Regions from separate parts of the Zea mays genome. Here all the other regions are linked to region 1. A link is a contact called in public Hi-C data. All regions are on one chromosome and are shown on one strand. The core of a region is the stretch at or near the end of the contact, and the rest is flanking DNA. Distances in the headings are between cores, read along the strand shown. Region 1 holds the start of LOC100277572. Region 2 holds the start of LOC100192867. Region 3 holds the start of LOC100278107.

Region 1 (4,070 bases), core at 1,023-3,522:
CGAGGGCTCAACGGTGACGACGGAACGGACGTGAAACCACGATGGACGGCTGCGTCCTGCGGTGTCTCCAATGGCGTGTGCACGGCGCGAGGCGAGGGTGGGAGCTCTGCGGGTGCGCGAGTGAGGGAGGGGAGGGGAGTGAGTGGGGGCGTGGCTTCAAAAGGGGTCGGGCGCGTGGGGAGGTGGCCGAGCGACGTGCGACGTGGGCGCGTCCACAGCGGGGCGTGCAGGCGGGAGGTTAGAGGAAAGGGGGAGCTGATAAGCGGGGCCCGCGGGGCAGCGACTCAGCGCGCGGGGCGAACGGGTAATGGCGCTGACGGGGCGGGCCCGCAGTGCAGAGAGAGGGCAGGGGCACGCACGGGAAGGGAGCGACGCCGACAGACCGACCCCACCAACAGTGGGAGAGAGGGGGCGGGCGCGTGAGCGCGGGCTGGCTGGGCTGAATGGGCCAAAAAGCGGGGAGGGGAGGGGGTTTGGACTTCTTTAGGTTTTCTTTTTTATTCCGAATTTCTAATTCCTTTTCTTTTTGTTTTCTCCTTTTGAATTCAAATCCAACCAAACTACAAATTTAAATTTGAATAATTCAAACATATGCATCAAAGAAAGACCAAATTCTAGGCTGAGCATGATGCAACACTTCATGTCCCCTAGGGTTTAATCTACTAAAGTAATAATACATTTTCAAATAAATAGATAAAACTCTATTAAAAGGAAGAGAAAAGAAATCTATATAGAGGAGAAAAAAAGGTAACACCTGAATTTGGTAGATATTAGAGAAAAAAATTTATACCCCCAAATTCAGGGTGTTATAGCACCTGAATGTCCGGTGGGGGCATCGGACTATCCGGTGACCCATATGACCGTTGGCGGCGGCTGACGTGGCCCAATTAGCCATGGGACAGGTGGCACCGGACTGTCCCGTGATCAGGCCCAGACGATCCGATGATTTTTATCCGAGGAGGCCGAGACCGAGTGTCCAATGTGCAACTGGTTGTCCGGTGGGTGGCACTGGACGATCTGATGTGCCCAGACCAAAGCTAAACTCTTCCGATTTGTTTTGGCGCTTCTTGAGAAGTTCCCTAGCACTTAGACAAACATAGTTAGCAACTTAAACAATTGACTAAGTGGTAGAACTGTACTTTTTTCACTTCTTTTTACAAGGATTTGCAATATGCATGTAACTAAGTCCAAGAAGCACTTTCTTTGCAGAACTGAGTTAATAGCTAAAACAAAGTACTAGAAACATAGTGTAAGGTGTATGCAACTTATCCAAACACTTAAACCTTGTGTGTTTTGATGGTTTGCTCAAAGTTGCACTTTTAGCCCTCCAATCCAGCTCATATGAACTTGCTACCTTCAACTTGCCTTTGCTACACCTGTGCTCATGATCATATTAAGAGAGTTAGTTCAAAGTGGTTTGTTGGGCATTTAATCACTAAAACAAATAGAAATGGTCTAAGGACACATTTCACTTTCAGTTGTATATACTTTTTTTGCTCAAACATTGAGTAGATAGCCACCTTAGGATTAACTATTTAATTTGTACCAAAACCAACCTCACCAAAAGTTAGCTACCCTAAAAACGATAGAGATTATGATTGGTGCCAAAATCTATCCAGCCATTGCTACCATAATGGTATACGTATATCAACTATTTGTTGCCAAGACTTGGCACGCCGGTCACTACTTTTGGAAGCAAATCTATGCTATAAAACTCTGATATGCTACTGGACACCATCAAAGTCTACTATGTAATAGTTGATGTACATTCCCTTCTCGCCACTACATCACACCGACATTGGATGAGATGATATTAAATGTGTTTCTTGCAAACAACCCTGCAATTAGAAACAATATGCGTACCAGGGGTGAACCAACCGGTGCACAACCACTGTCGCCTCGCCTGACATCGAGGAACACTATCCACACGCGATTGAGTCGGGCGCGAGAGAGAGGAGGGGAATCTTCATAGATGTAGGTTCAATACGGAATAAGTTGGACCATTGGTTAGATTAAAAAGAAGTATAAAAACTCTTTTATAAAAGGAACACGGTAAAACTAGTAAAATGAGTGCTTTTGTAGGAGTAGAGTAGAGAAACAACATGTATTCGTCTTAACAGACGGAAACTGTAAATTTATTCACTCATTGTCCGAAGTCCGTCAGACAATACCGTTGCGGCCGAGCCAATTAAACACTAACCACATCCGGTCCGGCCCAATACAAGCCCACCGAACCACGACAAATACAGGGCGATCTGGACCGTGGGCCCGTCAGATCACCAGCCATACCACACGACCGCAGAGGAGTAGCAAGAGCCCGGGGGAGAAATGAGCGCGGCGGCGGGCGGACTGCGGCGGCTGCTGGCGGCGGCGGCGACGGCGGGAGCCGCGGAGGTGCGGGCGTCCATCTTCGGCCACGCGCTGAACCCTACGGGGAGGCGCGCGGCGACGAAGCTCCTGCGGAAGAAGATGGTGGGCGACCAGGTGGCGCAGTGGTACCCCTACGACATCAAGCGCGACGACCCGCTCGTCATGGCGCGCGAGGAGAAGGAGTAAGTACTCACGCCCTGCTCGTCCGCCCGCCCGTTTGGGGCCTTGTAGTGGTTCGCTTGTCTCGCTTGATCCCTGTGCCGTGGGTTACTCGTGCTCGGTGCGTGTTCGTTGATATGCCTCCGAACCAGCGCGCCATCTCGCTGACGCCCGGGGATGCGTTTGCTGGCTTCAGTTACCGGCGCAAATGGACGGGCTCACAAATTTGATGTACCAGTCTCGTTGTTGGTTACTGCAACCAGGATGGCGTAGTGCCGTTGCAGCATGGTGTATCTAGGTTCCCACACCGTGCTTTCAGCCTCGATGGGTACCGCTGGAGGTCTAGAGCAATCAGTATTTCTAGCACGGTAGCACCTCTGGTGGCTTTCTAATTCATTTTCATCCATCTTTGGTGGTGGATTGACTTGCGTCTTTAGAAAGGCCAGAAGCTGTTGTTTTACTCTGCATCTTGCAATTCTATTTCTGGGTGCAAAATGATGTTTGCGACGTTGTTTATGAGTAGTCACAAGTATTCGTGGTGTGTTTGGTCTGTGGAGTCAACCTATACTTTGTAAGGTGATGCATCATCTCATAAATTTTGGTGGAATCAACTCATTCCTCATGTATATACTAATTATTACTTATGAGAAATGGGTGGTGATAGATCAACTTATTCTATTCCACAAACCAAATGAAAAAAGTGAGAAGTGAGAAGGAGATAGACCACCTCGTTCCTCAAACCATATGAAAAAGTGAAGAGTGATAAAAAGATAGACCACCTCATTCCTCAAACCAAAGACACTCTTGGTGTTAGTAGTCGCACTTGTAAGACAGTAAAAAGTAATGAAAGATTCTACAACGATATGCAAAAAAAAAATGCTAGCTGAAACATGCTAAGAAAAGCGTAGCGCAAGTGTGGATCAAGCATGATAGATAATCAGGGGCTGTTTGGTAGCTCAGTATTTTTGGAGTTTCAAGAAAAAACCATGGTATTTGTAAATACCATAGTATTTGTGGTTCAAAAGTGTTTGGTTGATGCTTGTAATAAAACTCTATTTTAAATACTATGGTATGATCAAAACCAAAGTTTTTTTTGAGTTTTGAATACTGAGGTTTGGGACTGAAGTTTTTCTCAGCCATGCCCTCTTGCGCCGAGTGAAGTTTTGGATACTGTGATTACTTAGCAGCCTTTTGCTGCCGTGACCAGCAGCCCACGTACACGTGTTATTGCTGATTTGTTTTATGTATAAAAACTAGGTAACCAAACATGCACATGTAGTTAGAAATATCATGGTTATATCACACTATTTGAAAACCATAGTATTTATGCTACAACAGTTTGAAAACTGTAGTATTTCAATACTATGGTATTTAAAACCTGTGATGCCAAACAGGGTGGCATCACAATTTTCACTTTTTCAGATATCATAGTATTGAAATACTACGGTTTTAGAACTGTTGTAGCATAAATACTATGATTTTTAAATAGAATGATATAACTATGGTATTTTTTATTACCGGTGCATGTTTAGTTATATAGT
Region 2 (4,111 bases), core at 591-3,090, 130 kb after region 1:
GTCATACATGGGGAGCTGAGGTGACTTGTATGATGTGGGCCATGGAATAGCCTGCAGTTCTGCTGCCAAGGGAGAAGCATCATCAAAGGTAAAGGTATCATGATTAAAATCATCATACCATCCATCTTCGTTGAATAAGCCTTCTTAACGAAGCTCCCTGTGTTGGGGCCTCCGATCTTGTTCGTCCTGAGCAAGATGACGTACTTCTTCAGTGGCTTCGTCGATCTGCCTTTGAAGATCAGCGAGTCGCGCCATCTTCTCCTTCTTCCTTTGTACTTGCTGATGGATTATTTCTATGTCCCTGATTTCTTGGTCCAACTCCTCCTCCTGAAGTGTTGGATTGGTGGCCTTCCTTTTCTGGCTTCGGGCCTCTCGGAGAGAGAGGGTCTCCTGGTTCGGGTCCAGTGGCTGCAGTGCAGCAGTCCCTGGCGCTGAAGCTTTCTTCGGCGGCATGACGAAGGTCAGTGCTTGCCGAAGGTGGTCGAAAAAAGGGTTCACCGGAGGTGGGCGCCAATGTTGGGGACTTGCTCTCAAATGCTTCGACTTGAGAACAAGGCAACACAAAAATATTAAATGTTAATGCCCTTCGTCCTTCGAAGCATTATTTCTCTTAGGATATAATGATCTTCAAACGAAGGTCATGAAGGACGTACCTTCATCATCACAGTATATGTTAAATAAAAGAAGAAGCATATGACATATAAGAGACAACATAAACAATCATATAACATCATTAATTCATTCTTATTATATAATCATGGAAAGACAGGGACAATATTGAACTACAAAAGTACCTTCAACTTGATAAAAGGCAAAAAGTACAAGCGTGACACAAAAGCAAGTATAAGGCAGCGTGAACAGTACGGGGGTACTGTTCATCTATTTATAAGCACAAGACGCAGTCTATGAGAAATTATATTCATGCCCTTTACATTTATTATTGACTTATAGATAAATCTATGAGGACTAGATAACCTTTTCCCCTTTAAGTCGGTTCCTTTTTCTGCGATTGAGCCGAAGCACCTTTGCACGCAGCTTCGGAGCAACGACAATCTTCATCACGATCATGCTCTTCCCATCGTGTATGCTTTTATCCTAAGTCCGAAGGTACCTGTCCATAAGCCATGCTTGGAAGACATTGTTAAATTACGTTTCTGAGGACCTTCGGAGGACGAAGGCCCCCAACAAAAATCATCCCACACCTATAACCTCCACTAAAACCACCAAATAAATTGCACTCATACTTAACATACCATAAAAACAATGGTTTAAAGCGTTAGATAACCTCTCTCACTTACTCAAATCCAATGGACAATATTATTTGGATCATCCCTTATCTATCTTCCTCCCCTTCCCTCGCGACCGCGCCACCCCTGCCACCTTGCCCCACGTCCTCCCTCCCCAGCACTCGCATCGTCGTCGTTAACCTCTTCCCTCGCGTCGTCGCCGTCATCGACCCTCACCTCTTCGGATCGTAACGTTAGCACAGACTATTTGATGGTAAGTATTAAATATAGTCGAATTACAAAACTAATTATATAGATAAAGATTAATCAACGAGAAAATTTTATTAAGTCTAATTAATACACGATTAGCAAATGTTTACTATATCATCACATGAGTAAATCATATATTAATTAGGTTTAACCGACTCATCTTACAGTTTAGCACTTGTTTATATAGTTAGTTTTATAATTATACTATATTTACCATTTCTAATTATTATTTAAACATCCGAGATTAAAATTTAGCCCATGGAATCCAAACGAACCCTAAATAAACTGAAAACCACCCATCAAACTTTTATTTTAAACCTGAATCGAGCCGTTCCAATTCCAACAGGACGAGGCGCGCTTTCCTGCCCCATTTCCTGTCCCCGCGCGCGCTCCCCGCTCCCCTGGCTTCCTCTTTTCCGCCGCCACGACTTCCGCGCGCGCAGCATCGCCGCCGCCGTTCTCGCGCACAACGGATCAGAGATTTTCCCGGCCGTGCGCCCCTCTCGGTGAGAGGCGTCTCCCTCCTCCTACTCCACCTCCCCGCCCTCTACTGTCTCGGGGGAGAGTCGGTTTCGTTCCGAGATTTCCCTTTTCTCTCTCCGCTCAATTCGTTTGGATTGGTGCGCTGCGCCCAATCCAGTTGGGCGAAGACATCTGTGGTTCGATTGAGTCATTTTCGTCTTCCTCCGAGGATTTCTGGGGGTTCAGTTGAATCCCCATCCGCCACACTAAGCCCGGCCCTACCTGTGTTGCGATGCGCGGCGAGGCTGGCAATGACGGCGGTGGCGGGGATACCCAACTCCTGGACGGCGCCACACCTCGGTTAGGTGAGTGCGCATTGTTTATTGGCTCTGGTTCTGTGAGCGATTGGTGTAAATGTGTTATTTTTTTGTGGATGTGTATTGCGGTCATCAGGTTCTCCTTCGAGTGATGACGACGGAACACAGAGTGAGGCGTATGATTGGGCGCTGTACGACGAAACACAGCCTCTGGATGGTGCTGAGACCCAGTTTGTAGACCAGGTGGAGGAGGAGGGTGTGGCTGGCGATTGGACGGAGACACAGTTGGAGAGTGGCGACGAGGATGGTGGCAGTGGCAATGAGGATGGCGGCGATGACAGTGACCAAGTGAAGACACAACAACAGGTGGAAGATGGGGAACGGGGCAATGATGGTGGTGGTGGGGATGATAATGCTGGCAATTGGACTAAGACCCAGTTGGATGAAGTATGCGAGGTGTATGGAGCGAACAACTTTGTTGGAGACATGGTTGAGGCCCAGTTGGTTGAGGAATCTGAGGAGGAGGATGATGACAAGGATGGATTAACTGATGATGGTGAGCATGATCTTGGTGAGTGGGGGAAGACCCAGTTGGTTGAAGACTCTGATGAAGACATAGGTGACGATGAGTTGAGTGATGGCACTGTTGTCCTAAGTGACAATGAGAGCTTGTCAGAAGATGAGAGGGGCACAAAGTCAGGAACGGATAAAAGGGATGCAAAGTTGGGAATGGAAGGAAGCATCGAGGGGTTAAATGGTGGGATTAAGAAGCATGATGATAACAATAATTCGGTAGATTCTGATGCATCAACAGATGAGGAGGGTGACACAAGTTCAGGTCAGTTACCAGCTACTAATCTGCTACTATTGCTATCTTTTTGTCATGTAGCAATTCATTAGGACCGTTCTATAAAATTTACAATATAAATTGCTTTCAGAATTCCCTGTAGTTTTATCAGTTTTCACTCGAGAGAGGCAACAAATAGGTCATACACCACTTGTTCTGTTTCTTATTTTAAATTCAGAACTTGTCTTTTATAGTTTTGTCCGATAACAGAAATACATTTTCTCAGAAAATCACCATGTGTAGTCTCTTTCTTTTTTTAAAGGTACCGGTGCTTTTGCTGAGAATTTATTACATTTTTGTTTTCCCTGGTAAAGAGGTGATTTAGCTTAACATATTCATCTTGGGGAAAATTTTAGTTATCAATGCTTTGATTCTTAGTCGAAGACAAAGACAAGTAAAGGGGAATGACATTGTCAAATAGTAAAAGTGTTCTGTATCTCTGGTTTGAACATAATGAAGAATTGCACTTGATTTTTCTTTTATATAGACTACCCTTATTTCTAAAAATTGCTTAGTTCATTAGATTTAATTTAATCTAGTTTTTTAGTGAAGCTTAATTTTTTTTTTCGAATGCCAACATATGTGCAACATCTAGGTCACCTTCAGATGAAATTACCTTCTGTTCATGTTGCATCAGTAAGGACATGTGGAATTTCTGAACCTCGGAACTCTCTGTCTGTGAACTGTATGAAGCAATGGAAACAGAAGGCCTGGGTCAACACAATACATCCCCTGCCGAAAATTGTAGATGAATCTACTTCGTGTAGCACCTCCGTTGGTTGGGTTGATAACGACTCCCATGGTTATGTACAGAACCATGATCAAGACGGAGCAAAAAGCAGAGACAAGTGCTCAACAGCTAAAAAACTTTTTGCCGACACAACAGTGGAGGATGGTGAAAACAACAGCAGATGTATTGCTGGATTAAGCTATGTGGGATCACAAGAGCCTGGTGATCTGTCACAAGCAAATGCTTTTGATGTTGTGGA
Region 3 (4,235 bases), core at 1,278-3,777, 220 kb before region 1:
ATGGGGCACGCACGCACGCCAATCGCTAGTCCAACAGGCTCAATGGTCAGTGATGTACCATCGGAATCTTTCATGTTAGATCCCTGGAAGGCACAAACAACACATTTTGTGAACATAATGGAAGATCAAGGAGAGGCAAAAGGAAGATGATGCCAACATGACATGTGGGACTGGGCACACCAAGCTACTCATTGCATATATAGCAGTCCGCAATATGTTTGGTGAGGGTGGATTTTTCACAGTTGTAATGGGTTCAGTCTCAACGTAGGAATGTAGGATGCAACTTGGGCAAAAACACTCTCCCCGGGAACTTTCACCTAATGCCTGTAAGGCTGTGAAGTGATACCTCGTTTACAGATGTTAGGATCTTATTTAGGGCTTGTTCGGTTATTAATATTTCATGTGGATTGGAGTGGATTGGGTGGGATTGAGATGTATTTTGACTTGCTATGGTTTTAAACCAACTCAATCCCACCCAACCAACATGGATTAATATATAAACGAACAAGCCCTCAAGGAGCACAGTCTAACCAAACCAGTTACTCTGAATGCTCTGATTAACATATCTATTCTGACATATCGTATACATGCTTATATAAATACCAATAGCTAAGGAGCACCACAATGGATCAATGTGGAGCGCAGTGCCTTCCCCTTCACCGTGTACATGCGGACCCAACCAGCTTATCGCAGTGCCTCCTGCCCATAATGAACAGGCAAACAATGCATCCAGAACAAAAGTTTATTATTATTATTATGTCAAGGAATACCCCCAAAGCTATCAGTCCTCACATCTCAACGAGGGACCAACATATTTAATCAGTCGCATGGATGTTCACTCAGAATCAATTTCGCACAGACACAGGTTATAGTGGTTCGTCTATAAACATGAATTTTGTTGCTCTGTACTGACTATATGCATAAGGACTAATTAGGTGCATCCTCCTTGACAAAGCAGAATGAAAAGTTCGATAAAACATGCAGCTTTTATATGTGAACCCGTAATTTAATAGGAACATGCAGCTTTTATATGGATGGAATGAACAGAAAACTGATAATTGTGGTCGTAGTGCAAAAGAACTAAATATACTACAGGAAAAGCTTCCTATGCATGTTTGTAAAACACCTCAAGACTCTAATAACACCATGATGCTAACTAGTCATAGCTTTAAAACTTCATGATGCAAACAAGTCACAGCTTCAGACGCTTCATGCCCGCAAGATCGTGGATGGGTTTTTTTTTATCCGAGGACAAAGCTATAACAAGAAAAGACCTAACTCGCATGCATACTAGGATAGTATCGTATACACACATATATGATACTATCAGACAGATGTTCAATTTCTAGAACAAATGCAGATCGATCTGTGGATAAGCATATCTCATCTTACTAAGTTGGGTTCAATCCCGTGAAACAACACAAGTTATCATTTATTCAACAGCTTTCTGCATGACTACCATCCCAAATTCAATAATCGCTCTCCCTGATGAAAAAGATGCAACCAGCAGTTCAACAGAAAAAGCAGAATAGAAACTATTTGAATCAGATCCACTCCGCTATTCACATCAAAATAATTCGTTGCTTGATCTATAGAAGCAGTGCAGTAATAACGTTGTTTAGCCATCAATTTCAAGTACAGAGCAACAAGAACAACGGCGCAGTCAATAATACAGCTAGGATTGGGCGTGTGAGTGTTGATACCTCGTTGAGCTCGCTCTGCCGCGGCTTTCTGCTCGGCAGCAAGCGCCAGCTCGGGATCCACCCCGAACGCTTGGGCGTAGGTGTTGTCTATCGGCGAGAACACTGCGCGACGGTACGCCGAGAACAGCGCGGCCATCTCCATCCCAGGCACGGTGCGCGCCGCTTTTTCCGCCGCGTCCCGCTGAGTCACGGCGGCGTCCAGCAGGTAGTCGAGCGCCTTCCGCGGCACGAACCGCTGCCGTGCGGCCTGGATCTGGTCGGGGTGGTAGTCAGCGTCAGTGTCGAATGCCGGGACATCGACCAGGAGGAAGTTGCCGTCGCTGGGGTGGGGGCGGAAGGCGTCGGGGCTCTTGCACGGGCAGAGCAGCGCTAGCGCGCTGCGACGGGCTACCTCGTCGACGGCCTCCGCCACGGCGCCGGCGAAACTACTGCGGGTGCTGCCGCCCTGGGCCGCCTTCTCGGTGAAGTGCTCCTCGAAGGGGACGAGCTCGCTGGGCTCGAACCACCCGTAGCTTTTGTCGCCGAAGAAGGCGACCAGGACCAGCCCGTAGCGGTAGCCGCGGTGCACCTCCTCGTCGTCGGTGAGGCTGACGCTGTAGATGTGGCCCGGCCACCACGGGTGCGACTTCACCTTGGCCCAGACCATGTCGCCGAAGCGGGGGGCGCCGTTCGCCCACACGCTGCCGCCTCCGGCAGCGGGGACCATGGCGCCTCCGGCGGCGGGATCGGCCATCCTGTGGAGGAACCGAAAACCTAGATAAGCTTTGGACAGGGTCGATCGGTCTGGGCTTGGTTTGGGCTTCGGACGGTGTGACCCCGGGATCGGAGGAAGGAGGGCATTCCTGGTAATTTTTATTATTATCAGAGGAATAGGGTTTTCCATTATAACAAGGTTGAAATCTGAAAAAAAAAATTAGAGTTTAAGCGAAGGTACGGCCTTCCTCCTATTTCCATAAGAACCATGTGTAAAAACTTTTGTTAGGATTGATATGACGATTGGAGCAAGGATGAATAGTTTTTTAATAAAAAACTAATTATATCGGCTAATTGAAACAAAATATAAAATTGAACTAATCAAAACAAAAACAAAAAATCTAATCTAGATGCAAGGTGGGTAGATCTAGGCTTGGTTTAGGTTTAGGATTTGGAGAAGGGTGTTAATAAAGAAAAGGATGCTTTCATTATAATAAGGTTGATATTTGAGAAATTTAGACAGAGGGGTTGAGTGAAGGTGCAATATTTCTCCCATTTTTATAAGCATCATTTCATATATACAATTTTTTTGTAAAGATCAGCAAGAAGGCATAAATAGTTGTTCCAAAAATCAATTGTACTGATTGACTAAAATAAATATGAAATTGAACTAATAAGTCTAGCTTCATGTAAGTGATCTCACTCTAGCTCAAATATAAAATTGAAGGTAATTGGTCTAACATCAATTATACCTTACAAATATTTTATTTGGGTAACAATAATGTTGAGCAGATCAAGTCTAGTTAGAACAGTTGCCACTACTGCAGGATGGACCCCAATTTCAGCGTATGCCATATGCCCTTCTCCCGGTTTGGCTAGCGAACACATGTGTGCTCTTCTTTCTACCTCTCACTTAACAAGTGTAAGACCATGAAGAGCACTCAACTATTTGAGTTATGTTCCCTCCACCTCAATTAGCAAGGTGAGAGTAAATGTTGCCAAGCACCTCTTCATGAATGGGCCTTTGAAATTTTCCGAGAACATGTACAGTAACGGCTAGTTTCGAGTTGTTGGGGTATTTATACCCCCTCCACCAGCATCAATCATTGTCTTGGTGCCCCAACCATATAACATTCATTGCTTTGAGTTTGAAAGTTCCATGGCATAGTGAGGTCATTAGAAAATCATAATCCCATGATTAGTGTCTCATTAGTGCAAGAGAGAGCCACCTAGACCACCCACCACTCACATTAGGCTTGTCATGGTCAACTGAAAGCCTAGAGCTTGTTACTCTTGGTGATCGACATCACCTAGATGGTTTGGTGGTGATTGGAGCTCGATGATCACCCAAGAGGCTTTGTTGGTGACCCGGCTCAAAGATTGTATGCGGTCATGAGGAATCATCTTATAGTGAGCACTTGGTCCTTACGAGGACTAAGGTGGAGCTACACCCTTGTGCGGGTGCTCTAACAAGGACTAGTGGAGAGTGTTAACTCTCTAATACCTCGGGAAAAATTTGGAGGAGTTTTCTTGCCCTTGCTTTACATTCCGTAATTATTTTGAGCAATTTACTTTGAGTATTTACATTGCTAGTAGTTGCCATGATGACTTAGGTTTTGTTTAGATTTCCCTAGCTTTCGTGGTCTAGCTAAGTAGTTGGATGAAGTTGAGCTTAAGATTAGGGTTTAATCTTTTGCAAGAAATTTCAAAAAGCCCAATTCACCCCCCTCTTGGGCATCGTGATTGTTGGAACTTGCTGACATGTGGTCAAACTAATCCAAACAGTGGGAGAACAGGAATGATTTCATGCTTGTCAACATGGTGGATTAGAGCAACAAT

The links. Hi-C and Micro-C count contacts between places; a contact is called where the count stands out from the background.
Region 2: a Hi-C map of leaf shows a contact between it and region 1, with 5 times the contacts expected there. The contact joins the promoter of LOC100192867 here to the promoter of LOC100277572 in region 1. A contact is called at or near these places in 3 of 25 Hi-C or Micro-C datasets (ear, leaf and tassel).
Region 3: a contact with region 1 is called in a Hi-C map of leaf, with 6 times the contacts expected there. The contact joins the promoter of LOC100278107 here to the promoter of LOC100277572 in region 1. A contact is called at or near these places in 2 of 25 Hi-C or Micro-C datasets (leaf and tassel).

What each region holds. Positions count from the first base shown.
Region 1 is chr8:131,389,935-131,394,004 of Zm-B73-REFERENCE-NAM-5.0, forward strand. LOC100277572 reads left to right here and starts at 2,273. Exons shown (of 2, transcript NM_001151094.1): 1 at 2,273-2,552. The coding sequence starts at 2,329.
Region 2 is chr8:131,524,282-131,528,392 of Zm-B73-REFERENCE-NAM-5.0, forward strand. It overlaps LOC100192867, which reads left to right and starts at 1,841. Exons shown (of 8, transcript NM_001358391.1): 1 at 1,841-2,323; 2 at 2,412-3,113; 3 at 3,718-4,111. The coding sequence starts at 2,251.
Region 3 is chr8:131,171,735-131,175,969 of Zm-B73-REFERENCE-NAM-5.0, forward strand. It overlaps LOC100278107, which reads right to left and starts at 2,528. Exons shown (of 2, transcript NM_001361306.1): 1 at 1,704-2,528. The coding sequence starts at 2,436.